5 separate regions of the Mus musculus genome follow, and all the other regions are linked to region 3. A link is a contact called in public ChIA-PET, HiChIP or PLAC-seq and promoter capture Hi-C data. All regions are on one chromosome and are shown on one strand. The core of a region is the stretch at or near the end of the contact, and the rest is flanking DNA. Distances in the headings are between cores, read along the strand shown. Region 1 overlaps Strn3 (striatin, calmodulin binding protein 3). Region 2 overlaps Heatr5a (HEAT repeat containing 5A). Region 3 holds the start of Scfd1 (Sec1 family domain containing 1). Region 4 overlaps Hectd1 (HECT domain E3 ubiquitin protein ligase 1). Region 5 overlaps Strn3 (striatin, calmodulin binding protein 3).

What was found. Promoter capture Hi-C pulls out the DNA fragments that hold promoters and counts their contacts. ChIA-PET counts read pairs in DNA pulled down with a chosen protein or histone mark. HiChIP or PLAC-seq counts read pairs in DNA pulled down with a chosen protein or histone mark.
Region 1: a contact with region 3 is called in a promoter capture Hi-C map of second pharyngeal arch cranial neural crest, with 2.7 times the contacts expected there. The contact joins the enhancer-like site here to the promoter of Scfd1 in region 3. A contact is called at or near these places in 11 of 39 promoter capture datasets (the C10 cell line, the HPC-7 cell line, HPC-7-derived erythroid cells and 6 more), 2 of 115 datasets of contacts at active chromatin or transcription factors (the 230-238 cell line and trophoblast stem cells) and 4 of 9 other capture datasets (adipose tissue, embryonic stem cells, liver and 1 more).
Region 2: an RNA polymerase II ChIA-PET map of memory CD8 T cells shows a contact between it and region 3, with 25 read pairs. The contact joins the enhancer-like site here to the promoter of Scfd1 in region 3. A contact is called at or near these places in 6 of 39 promoter capture datasets (the C10 cell line, the HPC-7 cell line, hematopoietic stem and progenitor cells and 2 more), 2 of 484 Hi-C or Micro-C datasets (the G1E-ER4 cell line and LSK cells), 2 of 115 datasets of contacts at active chromatin or transcription factors (effector CD8 T cells and memory CD8 T cells) and 3 of 9 other capture datasets (adipose tissue, liver and pancreatic islet).
Region 4: a promoter capture Hi-C map of cranial neural crest shows a contact between it and region 3. The contact joins the enhancer-like site here to the promoter of Scfd1 in region 3. A contact is called at or near these places in 15 of 39 promoter capture datasets (the C10 cell line, the HPC-7 cell line, HPC-7-derived erythroid cells and 9 more), 11 of 484 Hi-C or Micro-C datasets (CD8 T cells, DN3 thymocytes, LSK cells and 5 more), 4 of 115 datasets of contacts at active chromatin or transcription factors (the SCID.adh cell line, cardiomyocytes, memory CD8 T cells and 1 more) and 2 of 9 other capture datasets (adipose tissue and liver).
Region 5: an H3K27ac HiChIP or PLAC-seq map of epiblast stem cells shows a contact between it and region 3, with 2.4 times the contacts expected there. The contact joins the enhancer-like site here to the promoter of Scfd1 in region 3. A contact is called at or near these places in 12 of 39 promoter capture datasets (the 3T3-L1 cell line, 3T3-L1-derived adipocytes, the C10 cell line and 10 more), 2 of 484 Hi-C or Micro-C datasets (B cells and CD4 T cells), 2 of 115 datasets of contacts at active chromatin or transcription factors (bone marrow-derived macrophages and epiblast stem cells) and 4 of 9 other capture datasets (adipose tissue, embryonic stem cells, liver and 1 more).

The regions. Positions count from the first base shown.
Region 1 is chr12:51,635,057-51,637,756 of GRCm38.p6, forward strand. The region is part of intron 8 of Strn3 (striatin, calmodulin binding protein 3); the gene reads right to left. Among named protein-coding and RNA genes, the nearest start is that of Coch, 43 kb to the left of the region's middle. Within about 2 kb of position 1,380, at least 6 of the 459 cell types and tissues checked have an H3K27ac peak or open chromatin away from gene starts, as enhancers often do.
Region 2 is chr12:51,886,167-51,888,866 of GRCm38.p6, forward strand. It overlaps Heatr5a (HEAT repeat containing 5A), which reads right to left. Exons shown (of 36, transcript NM_177171.4): 31 at 2,688-2,700; 32 at 1,832-2,104. Among named protein-coding and RNA genes, the nearest start is that of Gm34894, 36 kb to the left of the region's middle. Within about 2 kb of position 1,370, at least 99 of the 459 cell types and tissues checked have an H3K27ac peak or open chromatin away from gene starts, as enhancers often do. A contact at or near this core is called in LSK cells, effector CD8 T cells, hematopoietic stem and progenitor cells and 2 more, where this site is marked.
Region 3 is chr12:51,376,070-51,378,769 of GRCm38.p6, forward strand. Scfd1 (Sec1 family domain containing 1) reads left to right here and starts at 1,444. Exons shown (of 25, transcript NM_029825.3): 1 at 1,444-1,567. The coding sequence starts at 1,516. G2e3 (G2/M-phase specific E3 ubiquitin ligase) reads left to right here. Exons shown (of 15, transcript NM_001015099.2): 15 at 1-917.
Region 4 is chr12:51,766,268-51,768,967 of GRCm38.p6, forward strand. It overlaps Hectd1 (HECT domain E3 ubiquitin protein ligase 1), which reads right to left. Exons shown (of 43, transcript NM_144788.2): 25 at 2,262-2,700; 26 at 1,289-1,510. Among named protein-coding and RNA genes, the nearest start is that of Gm5785, 61 kb to the right of the region's middle. Within about 2 kb of position 1,389, at least 31 of the 459 cell types and tissues checked have an H3K27ac peak or open chromatin away from gene starts, as enhancers often do.
Region 5 is chr12:51,672,419-51,675,118 of GRCm38.p6, forward strand. All of the region lies in intron 1 of Strn3 (striatin, calmodulin binding protein 3), which reads right to left. Among named protein-coding and RNA genes, the nearest start is that of Ap4s1, 17 kb to the right of the region's middle. Within about 2 kb of position 1,258, at least 24 of the 459 cell types and tissues checked have an H3K27ac peak or open chromatin away from gene starts, as enhancers often do. A contact at or near this core is called in epiblast stem cells, where this site is marked.

The DNA.
Region 1 (2,700 bases), core at 130-2,629, 260 kb after region 3:
TTGTCATCACTACCACTATTGATTTCGTTTCTGCAGTTAAAACCCTGCATCAAATATTAATAATTCTACAACTTATATAAAGAGGAGAAAAGTTATTTTTACAAAGAATTTTCTTTTAAATTGTTCTTTAATCTTTTTCTCAGCTTTGTTAATCAAGACTCTCATGGTTGTACTAGACTCATTTTTTATAAGATCTTCATGCCCCATTTATTGTCTATCAAATTTGAATACTACCAATTAAATTGGCTTCCAAATTATCACATTTATTCTCCTGCTTCCTTGCTTGGTACTTAGTACTTCATGAATAAGGGCTCCTAACATTGTCTACTTAACCTTATACAAGCTTCATGATGTGCAGGTTTCTATCCCATCCCTTACCTTGACCCAAAACACAAACGTCGTTAACTTTCCGTACAGTGCAAATGATTCTGCTATGCATTCTGCTTTATTTGACTGAATCTGCCCTCTCCAACTCACTCTCACTTTCTCTCTCCCTCTTGCTCGCTCACACACAGGCACACACGCAGACACACATGCAAACACACACATACACACACACATACTCACTCTCTCGGCCTATACAAATCCTATATATTTCTCTAAGCAAATCTATTTCCTCAGAACATATTTTATTAATTTTTTTTCTGCCATAAGAATTTATTATATGTCTGTGTGCCTTAGTAAATACTTATGTGTGGCTTAAGTAAATAATTTTGTTATGATAGCTTATAACAAACATAATAAAAATTCTAAAGCTTTGTTTTAGAAAATATGTAAAAATAAATCCTTAAGTAAGTAGACTTGGAAATACAGAAGGGAGCAGAGATGAATATTAAAGTTATTGCTTAAATTTAGGATGCAGAATGGCATAATGTTATCTTTACATACTTACAGTCAAACATTAGTCTTTAAGTAGCACAATGCCAAGCTTAGGAGAAGATGAAACTTCTCTGCTCTAATACTAGTTTCTCAAAAGCTGTCAAAAGATGAAAGCAGATTTCATAACCAGAGATCATAGTCTCTGCTCTGCAAAATTAATCGGTATATTTACTTAGGTACTGAGGACTGATCATAAGGGCTTGCACATGCTGGGCCACTGCTCTGCCACTGGCTCTATGCCTACCTTTTCAACTGAAAGCTTACTGCATCTTCACATTCATCCTAAACCCAAAGATTCTAAATAATTTAACAGTTTTAAATGCTGACCAATAATGAGAAGACTGGGGTATTGTTAGTATGAGATTATTGTGCCTAATGTTAATACAAATATTCAAAGGCATAGAGGCTCAGGAACTTCCTATAAAAACATCAGCTGAGTTAGGTTTAGGACACACACTTTTAATTCTGGCACTTAAGAGGCTGAGGCAAAGGCATTGGGAGTTTGAGATAAGCCTGGACTATCCAGCTGGTTCCAGATCAGCCTGGACTGTACAGTGAGGTTCTATTTAAAAACAGGTAACACAAATACAATAAAAATATTCCTTCAGTTCTTAAGTATTGCAGGAATTTAAAAGAAATATTTTTCTGTACGTGTCGTGGCTTACACTTGTAGTCCTAGCACTCTGGAGATAGAAATAGGAAGAATAAAGAGTTTCAAGCCAGCCTAAGCTATAAAAAAAAAAAAAAAAAAAAAAAAAAAAAAAACCTCTGCTTTATAAGAGGGGAGTAGAGGGGGTAGATTTTTAACTTTTAAGAGAGAAACACTACTATGAACTATAAAACACAATACTTCTATCTCTTAACTGTGACTTTCAGATTTTACATAAATGTACATTCCTCTAAACAGACTGCAGCACGATGGAAAACATCAATAAGCTGACAACTGTTATCTACATCCATTTACTCACTCAAACTTTATCTTCCTTTACACAGCACTTACAGTACTTTCTCCAAATCTAAAACTAACATTTTTCATTTCTTAAATGTGGTCTTTGCTAATTGACATTTTGTTTAGCAAGACTAATGACTAGGAGGCAAACAGTTTTATCTTCTGACTACCACTGTAATTAAAATAAACTTTTCACATTGTTAGAAATAATCTATGTCTTGAAATCACACACACACACAAATGCATACAAAAAAAAAAAAGCAAGAGAAAAAAATGAAATTAATGAAATATGCAGAACCTAAACTGGCAACATTTTGAACTTGGATTTTATCCCTGATATAAGTAGTGACTATGTCTCAAGCTGTCGTTGGGAGTCAACTTCATAACCTGACCTCAAAGTTCAGGAAATGAGTCCTTGCAGGCTAGCTTTAAAAAAAAAAAAAAAAAAAAGAGCAAAAGCAAGTTTCTTTCAACATGGCAACTGTTGTCTTAAATAAATGTGATACTACAATATTGAAGAAAAATAAGCAGAACTACAAAGTGAGTCTATGGATTAAAAACTGCACTGTACTCTTGAGAGTATCTTTCTGACTGGAGATGAAAACAATTAAAAGGATAGGGAGGGAGGGAGCAACCCAGCACAGGATTAGCTGGTCCATTCGAAAACTGTACCTTAGATGGGTAGGAGGAGCGGAAGTAAAGCTAGTTAGACAGAGGAGAAGATGAAAAGAAGGGACAAGTACTGACCTAAGATTAAAACAAACAAACAAACAAACCAACCACAAAACATTGGCTTGTTTACATTTTTAATCCAGGATCTCAAGTAGTCTAAGGCAGGCCTTGAATTTCTGATCATCCTACCTCTGCCAGGT
Region 2 (2,700 bases), core at 120-2,619, 510 kb after region 3:
GCATTTTGAAGGACACAGTCCTGTAGCTCTAAGTATTTTCACAATGTGATGAAGGTTCATTACTACTCAATTTATTTAAACTATGTTTACAAGACCTTTTGTTTTGGGAACTGAACCTAGGGCTTTACTCTTGGTAGGTAAGCACGTTCTACTACTGAGCTATATCTCCTCGGAACTCGCCTTCTCTTTTAGCTTTAATTTTGAGATAGAGTTTCACTAAACTGCCCAGGTTGGACTTGAACTCGGGATGTAGGTTGGTCAGTTGCTGTGTGTGCGTGTGTGTATGTGTGTGTGTGATGGCTCCACCTTATTTTCTGTGACATTCTCACTGACTGGCTGGCTGGCTGGCTGGGTGGCTGCCTCATGAACTCTGTGGCTCTGCCTGCTTTTGCCTCTCCCTCTACCGCAGCACTGGGGTTACAGGTACACACGGGCCGCTCAGCTTTTGAGGTCATGCTTGCATGGCAGGAACTTCACCACCGAGCCATCTTCTCACATCCTGTGCTAGACTTTGTTCAAAAGACAAATTTTAACTAGAAATAAAACACACCTACACACATATTTATCTTTTATATGTAATAGTTACATATAATATAGTTACATGATGGAGAAAGCTATAGATCTTCATAAGAAATAGTGTTTATACAAGAACAAACAAAACTCATTATGAGAAGGTCTCCAGGGAAACATTTTCTGATAAGGTGAGACCAGAGTTAACTTTGAAGGAAGAAAACATTAAAAAGCTAGATCAGTGCACTGTTTGCTGGAGAAGCTGGACACAGTGGTGAACACCTGTGATCCTAGCATCCCTATGGCAAGATGGGAGGCGAGTCACCTGGAAGCTTGCAGATCAGAGACCCACATGGAGCACCACAGTGACAGGAGCAAGAGCGAGGCTGCCGCCAAACAAAGTAGCAAGAACCGACTCCCGAAACACTCTTCTCCAACACACACACACACACACACACACACACACACACACACACACACACACACACACACGGTGGCAGAGTGGGCCTACCTGACCCAGAATTAGGTGGCTTATGCTCACAGAAAGTATGCCCACTGCAAACAACAGGATCAGCAGGGAGCCTCTGGCAGGCAGTGGAGTTAGCAGCACCCAGAGAACCCTAGGAGCTAGATGAAAGAACTGAATGGATTTGGTCCCAAACAGGACAGGGCATCCTCATGACAAATTTGTCATATGGAGTCAGAACTGTCCACCAGATACTGCACACTGAAAATGTACAAGTACTACTACTTGATTTAAAATACTGTCAGCTTGATGGTCAGGGCACACTCTCGCATGCTCCAAGCCTGGGCTCCACGCCTAGACCTGGAGTAAGAAGGCAGTCACAGGAAGCGCATTCACCATCACATCTGCTGTTTGTGGCTTTCACTTTCACCTCTTGGTGAAACAAATTATATTAGACTGCAAGACTAATCTTACAGGATTATAAAAAGTACTCAAATGAGAAAATGAATAGCAACTAGGTCAGTCCCCTTCTTCTAGGACAGTGGCTGGCAACCTGGAGGCCATGGCCCCACTGTGGACTGTATATCAGGTATTTACATTATGATTCACAGCAGTAGCAAGTCAGTTATGAAGTAGCAAGGAAGCAGTTCTACGGCTGGGGTCACCCAACCGAGGAAGTGACTGAGAGGCACGGCTCTAGGTCCTACGCACAGCACAGCATACCTTCAGGAGAGCACACTGCAGGAAGCTCACACAGCACAGCATACCTTCAGGAGAGCACACTGCAGGAAGCTCACACAGCACAGCATACCTTCAGGAGTGCACACTGCAGGAAGCTCACACAGCACAGCATACCTTCAGGAGAGCACACTGCAGGAAGCTCAGCAAGGATGGCCAGGGCAGCCGCCACCAGTCTACTTCCCTCCTCCAACAGGGTCTTCGGCTTTGAAGCCTTTCCTCCTGGGCTACCTGCCAGCTTAGGGTTCAGTTCTGGGAGCTGTCTAACGAGGATGCAGACACAGAGTTCCAGGGTTGCAAAGACCAAAGACTTCCCAGGTACGAGTCCTCCTGTGTCCTTCCCTTCACCAAACTCTGGCAGGGTTTCCTTCTCAGAGGCTCCATCATCAACTGAAACACAGAGGGAACAGTGCTTAAGAAATACTTGCTGCTTGCTTGGCTCCAAGTAGGTGGCAATTCCAGACAATGCATTTAGTGGCTAAGTCCTAGGTGTGAAAAGCTTAAGGAAAAAGCAGCTCTGAAGTTAAAGTTGTTTTTACTATGAGTTCTCATTACAGTGGGTTAAAAATAAAATTCTTGTAATCTTTTCAGCCTTAAAATAGTGCCCGATCAAACTCATCTCTGTGCTGTTATAAGTGAGAATCTGACAGCAGCAGCTCCAACAGCGACTCTGTCATCTTACAGACTGGCAGCGGCTGGGCACAAGGATCAGACTAGACTCTGCCCACCGGCCCCCACATACTGCCCACTTCTGCCCGTTTGCTCTTTAGGTCTGTATTGCCGTCTGCCCTAGTTTCAGCAGTATCCAGATTGTGTGGTTACCCCGAGTAACACTTGTGAAGACAATGACACTGCGCTGCGTTGTGTGGCTGCGGCTGCGCCTAGGGGAACAGCGCTTGCCCACTGCATACAGAGTGTATGACTCTCAGAACTGGAATGAGAAGAGATGCTATGTCACTGAGTTAATATTTACCTTCTGCACTACG
Region 3 (2,700 bases), core at 194-2,693:
ACACATGCATACATGTGTGTAATGAGCTTTGGTCATACTCCCCTTCTTGCCTCATACTGAACCCCTTCCCTATTTCCAGGATTGTCTTAAACAAGTAGTCCATTTACGAGGCTGATGTTATTAAAGTGGGTAAGATCCAAAATCTTTACTCTTCTTGTCTGAGAGCTCCTTGAACTCAAGAAACAAACTGTTTTTAGCAAATTTTCTAAGATAAAACTATCCCTTGATGTTCAATTATTTAAACCAAAAAATCTGGAGTTAAACAGCTACAATAAATCTAACTCTGAAGTCATGATTTTTATTCTTATAATCAACATTAATATCATTCTTGGTCGTAGCTTTGCAGGACTGTTCTATATAGTTACTCTTCTAATGAATATATATATCTTTATGTTTACTCCCCACATTACACCATTGGACAGAAACATGCACACTGTATAAATGTCTTAGTATTTTATGATAATGTGCCTTATAGTCTTGGAAGGAGTTAGTATGGAACTTAAATGGTCAAATGACAAATTTGTACTTAAAAGTGGGGATTCTCAGGTGAGTAAGATTAAACTCACTGGAAGGTGGGAAAGCCATTCTGCTCAAGAGTCCATGGACACCAGAATTGAGATACTTCCCCTAGGGCACAAACTGGTAGTTATAGATAACCTGTTGTAACTTTATAAAAATAGGTATCTACATCTGTCAAATGTGTTTTTATTGTAAAAAAAATGCAATCTTGATTTTAAAAAATAAGATAAATTATTTGTATAATTTTGAAAGCCAAATTTTTGAAAGTATGATTTCATTTCAGAATCTGACTGCCTGAGAATTAATCCATAATGCAGTGTCATCGGTGGGTTCATTGATTGGTAATAAGTTGTCATTGTATATATTTTTGACATTAATAAAATCTATTATGAAAATGGTCGATGTGAGATTTATTTCATAATCACAGGGCTCTAAATGTACCAAACCTGGCTGTGATCATCCGGATTCTGCTCACAATCATTTGTTTTTTTAATTTGCACTACTGAGAGGAAATTCTGCCATTTGGCTTTTCTGTGATTTTATACCCTAGCAGGCCAAAGCCCTTTCCTGAAGAAATCAAACGGAATAAATTACCACGCTTGTAGTTTCCCCCCCCCCTCCCCCCCCAGAGGAAAGAGGGAAGGGACACTACTGTTATGGAAATCAAGAAAACGCAATTTCTGGCGTCTCATTTGGCCTTGTAAATTTTTATGAGGATTTAAACTTGATGAGAAGTGCACTATCAATTAGATTGTAAGCGCTCCACCACGCCCATGCCCTGAGAAGCGGTTTAAGAGTAGCGACCTCGGGAGGTTCGCCCCGATTAGTTAGAAACGCTGCTGGGAAATCTGCAAACACCAATGTCTGTGAGGAAAGGCGAGGGCTGGGACCGGGGAGGCGGGCCGGCTGCCGCCATAGCCCGCCTCCTGGTTCTGCTTCCGGCGCGGGAGGTAGGGCCACGTCATCTTCGGGCTCCCAGTGCCAGCCGGGCAGTGGATGGTGGGAAGCAAGATGGCGGCCACGGCCAGCATTCGGGAGAGGCAAACAGGTACTCGGTATTTCCTTCTCTGCAGTGTGTGCCTCAGCAGCGGCCTGTCATCATCTCTGGGTTGTTCGTACAGCTCGGAGTTGAGCTTTGAGAGCTGCTCCGTTTTGAGGTTGTGGGGAAGAGATGCCTGTAAGCTTCACAGCCTTTACCACAGGCTGCTTGCTACAGTGCTAGCTACTTATTTTTTAATTGCCGAGTTTTAGAAGGCCATCAGGGCAAGGACCAGCAGCTGGTGTTTTCTTTCCTGTCTTGTCACTTAACGAGGTCTATAGGTTTGTGTTCGTATTTCAAGTCTCCCAGGTCGGTTTGGTTTTCACTTTCAGTTTTAGGGTTTTTTTTAAAAAAACCTGTTTTTGACACTTGAGCCATGATTACAAAATCTAAGTATTCTTTTCCGAGCACCTTACTTTATGCCATCATCTTTGGACCCTTTGGGAGAAGCTGATGGAAAATGCCAGGTGATAAAGCTGGAAGAGACTTCGGAATGTCAAATCAAATTAACAGCGTCCTCTTTCAGTTGTTCCACAGATAATAATCTTAAAATATAGAACAGTTGTATCTTAAGTAGAGCATATTTGTACACCCATTTATAAAGTAAAAATTTAAAGATACATATTTCTTCCCTTGGTTTTAGTTTAGTTTTTTTTTTTTTTTTACATGTGAGATACACCTGATTTTCCTTATTTTCAGTAAACTCTAGAAACTTAATGTATGTATATTGGCCCCAGAATAATTACCTATACGTATATCATATATAATGTGATATGTATAAATCAGAACTGACTTACATATACTACTTATCTAGTAACTCCCAAAGAGAATAGAAATCGTCCATAAGCGATAAAGAACTTTAATTCTCTTGAACCTATGCTTATTTGTATGAAAAACAATTGGTTACAAGCAATACAACATAGCAATAGAATTTGAACTGTGCCTGATTCCTTCCCTTGTGTTAAAAAAAAAAAAAGATAGATTTGAATGTAGCATACTTAACAGAAAACATACTGAGTTCTACATTTCTCAGTAGGTAATTTAGTAAAACGGTAAAGCATAACTTAAAATATGGTAAGCAAATATTATTTGAGAATGCTTGATAATTAATTTTATTTGCAAGCAAACAGAAGCCCAAGTTC
Region 4 (2,700 bases), core at 139-2,638, 390 kb after region 3:
GTTTATGCTCATGAAAGCTTTAGAGAGACTTATGTTACTCTCATCCTTCTAACTAGCAGTCTTCCATGGTCCGTCAGTGTCAGGCACAGAGAAGAGGGATTCCATCACCTAACACAGCCAACAGCCTCAACATTTTACTCCCTTTCACATGGCAAACTCACAGCCCTATTTAGATCACCGCAGTCCAGAACTAAAGTGAAAAGCTGGAGAGACGGCTCAACAGTTGAGAGCACTTGTTCTTGCCAAGGTCATGAGTTCAGTCCCCAGCAGTCATGCTGAGCAGGTCACAGTCACCTGTAACTCTAGTTTCTAGGGACCTGACGTCCTGTTCTGGATTCCAATACCCATATTCAGATGTGCATACATAAGCTCTTCTTTGAAAGTATCAAAAATATTTTTTTAAAAGAACAGAGGGCAGAAGATACAGTTCAAGGACAGAGGGTTCTCCTAACCTGTGAGTCCTGGGTTTGATTTCTAGTATTGCCAAAGGGGAGACAATAAACATGATCAAGGCTATGTGGTAAAAAAATAAAAAATATTTCAACTCATCTTGACAGGAAGACAACTGTTTTGGAAGTAATTACTTTAAAGAACAAACCTAAGGCGATCCACAGCAATACTAGGTTGTATATTTATGTTTATGAGAAAGAAAAAGTTGTAACTGTTAGACAAAGCGTATAACTTATCATGATCACCCTATAGTGGAATATTTGGCAGTAATTCCAAATGTTGTAGAAACACATCAAACAATGGGATATATTTTCAAATACACTGAGGAAAAGAAATAGCTAAAGGACACAATTCCCTTTAGCTTAAACAAGCAAACAAACCCCATACACACAGGTATGTACCTGATCAGGTTGGAAGGTAGGTACTCTACTTGTTTTATTAATTTTTTTTCTAAAAACCTGGGTCCTCAGTAGGACCGACAACCACACTAACCCCTGAGCCATCTTCCTAGCCCCTATAATCAGATAATTTTTTAATCTTCTCTACATCATGGAGTTTTTCCATTTTATACAAAGACATTATTTTATATAAAAGGTTGAAAATATATAAGGATGGACGTGGTGTGCAGACCTTTAATCCCAGCACTCAGGAGGCAGAGACAGGTGAATTTAAAGCCAGCCAGGTTTACATAGTGAGTTCTAAACCAGCTAAGGCTACAAAGTAAGACCTTACCTCAAATTCCATTCCTCATCAAGAATTCCAGGAAAAATGCACCATGTTAATGGATCCAGTTGGATGGATGGATTGTATAGTTAATAAACTTTGATCTGTAACTTACCATATAAGGAGTATTCTGCTTCCTGGCCTGTGTCACTCTCACTAGAGGTTGATGTGAGGCTGGTGGTTAAAGTATTACTTAATGATTGACCCACTGATAAAACTGTGGTTGCCGTAGCTACATTGCTGCTGCTCGTAACACTCGATGTTGACATTGTCACTGTTGATGTAGTACCAGGTGTGGTCAAATTAGGGAAACTCTGAGCACCCATAAGTGGAGAAGCTAAAAATAAAAATGAAGCAAATCAGTTAAATACGCAGTATTGAAGGAACCTTTAAAAAAAAAAAAATCAAGATAAAATATTTTTTTAATTTCATGAAACACATTAATAATGAAAACATTGAAAAGCAACAACTTTGGGAACCGAACTGAAAACCAACTAAAACTTACTGTTTTTAAAAACACAATTACTGCCGGGCGGTGGTGGTGCACGCCTTTAATCCCAGCACTTGGGAGGCAGAGGCAGGTGGATTTCTGAGTTCGAGGCCAGCCTGGTCTACAAAGTGAGTCCCAGGACAGCCAGGGCTACACAGAGAAACCCTGTCTTGAAAACAAAAAAAAAAAAAAAAAAAATAAAAAAAGAAAAAAGGAAAAAAAAAGTCCATAATTACCTTTTAAAGCCTAGCTTTTACAAAAAATAAGCAACAGGATTAATTTTATTGTAATTTTATGGGAATCACTTGGCCCCATTAGTAACTTAAAATTAGAGTTAGCTAGCGTTTGGAAGCTATAGTGAATACAGGGGCTGAGTGAGAGGCGTGCCGTGGGAACTAGTCAGCTAATCTGTCGTGTAGTTTTGTGTAGCCGTCTCTTATAAAATGCAAGCTAGTCTCAAGTCCTGAACTACTGTAGGTTCTTCAGACCCTGACTTCATAGTTCCCAAGTGCTGCATCTGAGAGGGCAGTCTGTCTGACGTGGCTAGCCTCAGCTCCCTCACAGGAAGTACTGGACCCCAGAAGGAAAGCTCACTTACTTGCGGTGCTCATCACGTTCCTCCCCAAAGTGTTAGTGTTGTTGTCACTGCTGCTTCGGCTTAGGTTCATGTTGTTGGTGGCATTAGTCCGTGCTATGTTTGCCACTCTCCTGACAAAGCTCTCCAAGCTAGATGTCTCTCTTGAGGACAGGTTAGGTACACTCGCACTGGAGCTCATAGGGGCCCCGGCTGCCAACAGAGAGCTCACCGACAGTCTGTTACTTGCCGAAGAGCTAAGGGGTCGTTGTGAAGCTGCTTCCTTATTGGTTAATTCAGATACCGAACTAACATCAGGAGAGCTAACGCTAACAATCCCCATGGATATCGCACTAGACTCCCCAGGAGCTCGAACAGAACTATCAGGGCCTAACTTCCTTTCCGCATTTTCACTTCCCGTTTCCGCTGTTAGGGTGCTGGTGCTTGCACTGGAAGATGACCC
Region 5 (2,700 bases), core at 8-2,507, 300 kb after region 3:
CACTCAAGGTTACACAGAGAAATCCTGTCGCAAAAAAACAAAAGCATGGAGTCTAACTCATAGGAAGCAGCCTGTTCCAGTTCAAATTATAGAACAGCATCATAAAACGTCTCCCTCCAGGACCCAGCCTGGCAATCTGGTATACACACTACCCACAAGCCAGACTGATCACCTTCAATGTGAAAGAAATGTTCTCATATATCAGCATGCATACAAGAGAAAAGACCTACATCTGCTATCAAAAGCAACCTTCCTCATGGTAGTCCAAGGAATTCAGAATATGGGTCTGAGGGGGAAAGTAGCAACAAAATTGTAGCACATGAAACAAGAACCCTGGATTTAGCTAGTGCTTGGGGGGTAAGAGGCAGTTCTCCAAAGCGAGCTTTGGGACAGCCAGAACAACAAAGAAAACCTGCCCCTTGTAACCAAGATTAGACAGACAGACAGACAACCACATGATTTACAAACAGATGGTAGATTCCAATTCACATTCCAATGCTAACACTTAGAACTGACCTTAGGCAAATTATCTTGCTATACCAGTATAATACTAATACTCAGAAAACATGAGAGTTTATCTGTAAAATTACAATTCAAAAGAATAGATTTGGAGCCATGAATACACACCTGTAATCTCAGAACCTGGGAGGCAGAGGCAGAGGCAGAAGGGAATAAATTAGGTCAGACTCAACTATATAGCAAGTTTGAGGCACTCAAGGAAAGAGAAGAAAAAAAGAAGGAATGGGAAAATGGAGAAGGGGAAAGGTATAGTTTTAACCTCTTAAATCTTACTTTTAATATGGGTTTTAAAACCTTTTAACCTCCTTTTTAGCCCATCACCCCCAGAGGTAGTGGAAAAGAAAGGTTATTAGGGTACAGGGAAGCAGACTGTTTAGAAATTTTTTTTGGAGCAAATATCATCTGTGTTTTCAGGAAATCAGTAGTTTAGTTCACAGGTCAGCAGTATTATACTTTACAAATATACCAGTGGTCTAGTTTGGTAGTGTCAGGATAGCACACACGAATCATCAGAGATAGCATGACTTAACAGAAATAGCCAGGCCTTAGCAGAACCAGCACAAGCCAGCAGGAGGGACCAGAACCACCAGGGATGCCAGGAGGGTTTTTTAGGCATATTTTTCTCAACAAAGCGGAGATCAGTGAAGACGACCAAGAAGCCAAACCCCTCTCCCCACCACTGTCTGCTGAGTCTTATTTATACTCCCTCCAATCATCATGAGTCTTCCACGGGTCTTGACTCAGTTTGCATCAGCTGACATCACTCTGCCAATCAGCCCAAATCCACTGAAGCTGTAGAAACCTCTCATGAAGCTTCCTGGTGCATTTCTCTCTATGGAGTCATGACAAATGGAATTCAACAATACATAAGGCAAACCACACGTGTGTCCTTTCACATATGCCCTTTAAATCCATCATATGCCCTTTCACATGCTTGCTTTAGAAAAATATCCTATCCCCTTTGTCTGCTTCAGGAAAACATTTCTTAATGTGTTTGCCCCAGCAAAATACCATCCGACAGAACTGACTTTCCAAAGAAACCAGAAGTTTCCATCTCAGAAAGGGAAAGGAGAAAAAAATAGAAAGAGAAGGAGTAAAGAGAAAGAAATGTAAATGTGGTAAGAGGAGTTTCTGCACAACTTTTTTCCTGGGCCAATGAACCAAGAGGTGAAGAGAAATGTCAGCAAATGGAAGTGTAAGAGCTCTCAATGAACACTGTGGGAGCAGGTACTGTGATTCATAAGGGCTATGGGGGGGCTACAGGGGTAGACATGGAGGATCCTTTAACTTACAAAGAAATCACAGGATGTAGTGTTTAAAAAATAGCAGACACTATGACCAAACTGCCTACAATTGTCATAGCATAGACAAGGCCACCTGTAACTGCACTAGAAAAGGAAGGACCTGAAGCACAGCATTACTATAGTGAGATGGTTGAGGCTGGAGCGACAGGTCCATGTCTTCCAGAAGACCTGCGATCCATTCCCAGCATACAATTTCCTGAAAATACAATTTCTGAGGATTTAACTTGTGCTTCTGGCCTAGGCAGGCACTGCATACACATGGTACACAGACATGCAAACCAGACACCAATATACATAAAATAAATTTTAAAAACTAAAAATGTATTTCAAGCACCTGCCATAATATTAAAGTTCTATTAGTTGTGTACAAATGTCGCAATTTCCACACCTTTACCAACACTTGATATTTTGTTGGGTTTGTGTTGGGATTAGGAGTTGAACTCCTGAGCCTCACACATAGTAGGCAAGTACTCCACCAAAGAGGTATATATAGCCAACTCTTTTGTATTTTTTATCTTGAGAGTGTTATCAAAATTGCCCAGGATAGCCTTGAACTTATTCTTTTGCCTCACCTTCCCTAGAAAATGGATTATACACAACTAGGCTCAACTCACTGAGGTTTTGTTTTGCACTGGAATTTAGACGTAGGGCCACCCTGTCTGACCTTTTCTTTCCTTTTTCTTCACTTCCTGACTAAAATACACTTCTAGCTATCTGTCATTCTTTCATTTCACTGAGTCTGGTAAATAGCCTTTTCTGCTCTACACCTCTCACATGCTGTTCCCCATACATGAAAGAATTCTCCCACTTGGCCTACTCTTCAGGTCAAAGCTTAGCTGTCCTTTTCTCTGGGAATCTATTATCAAAACCACGAGTA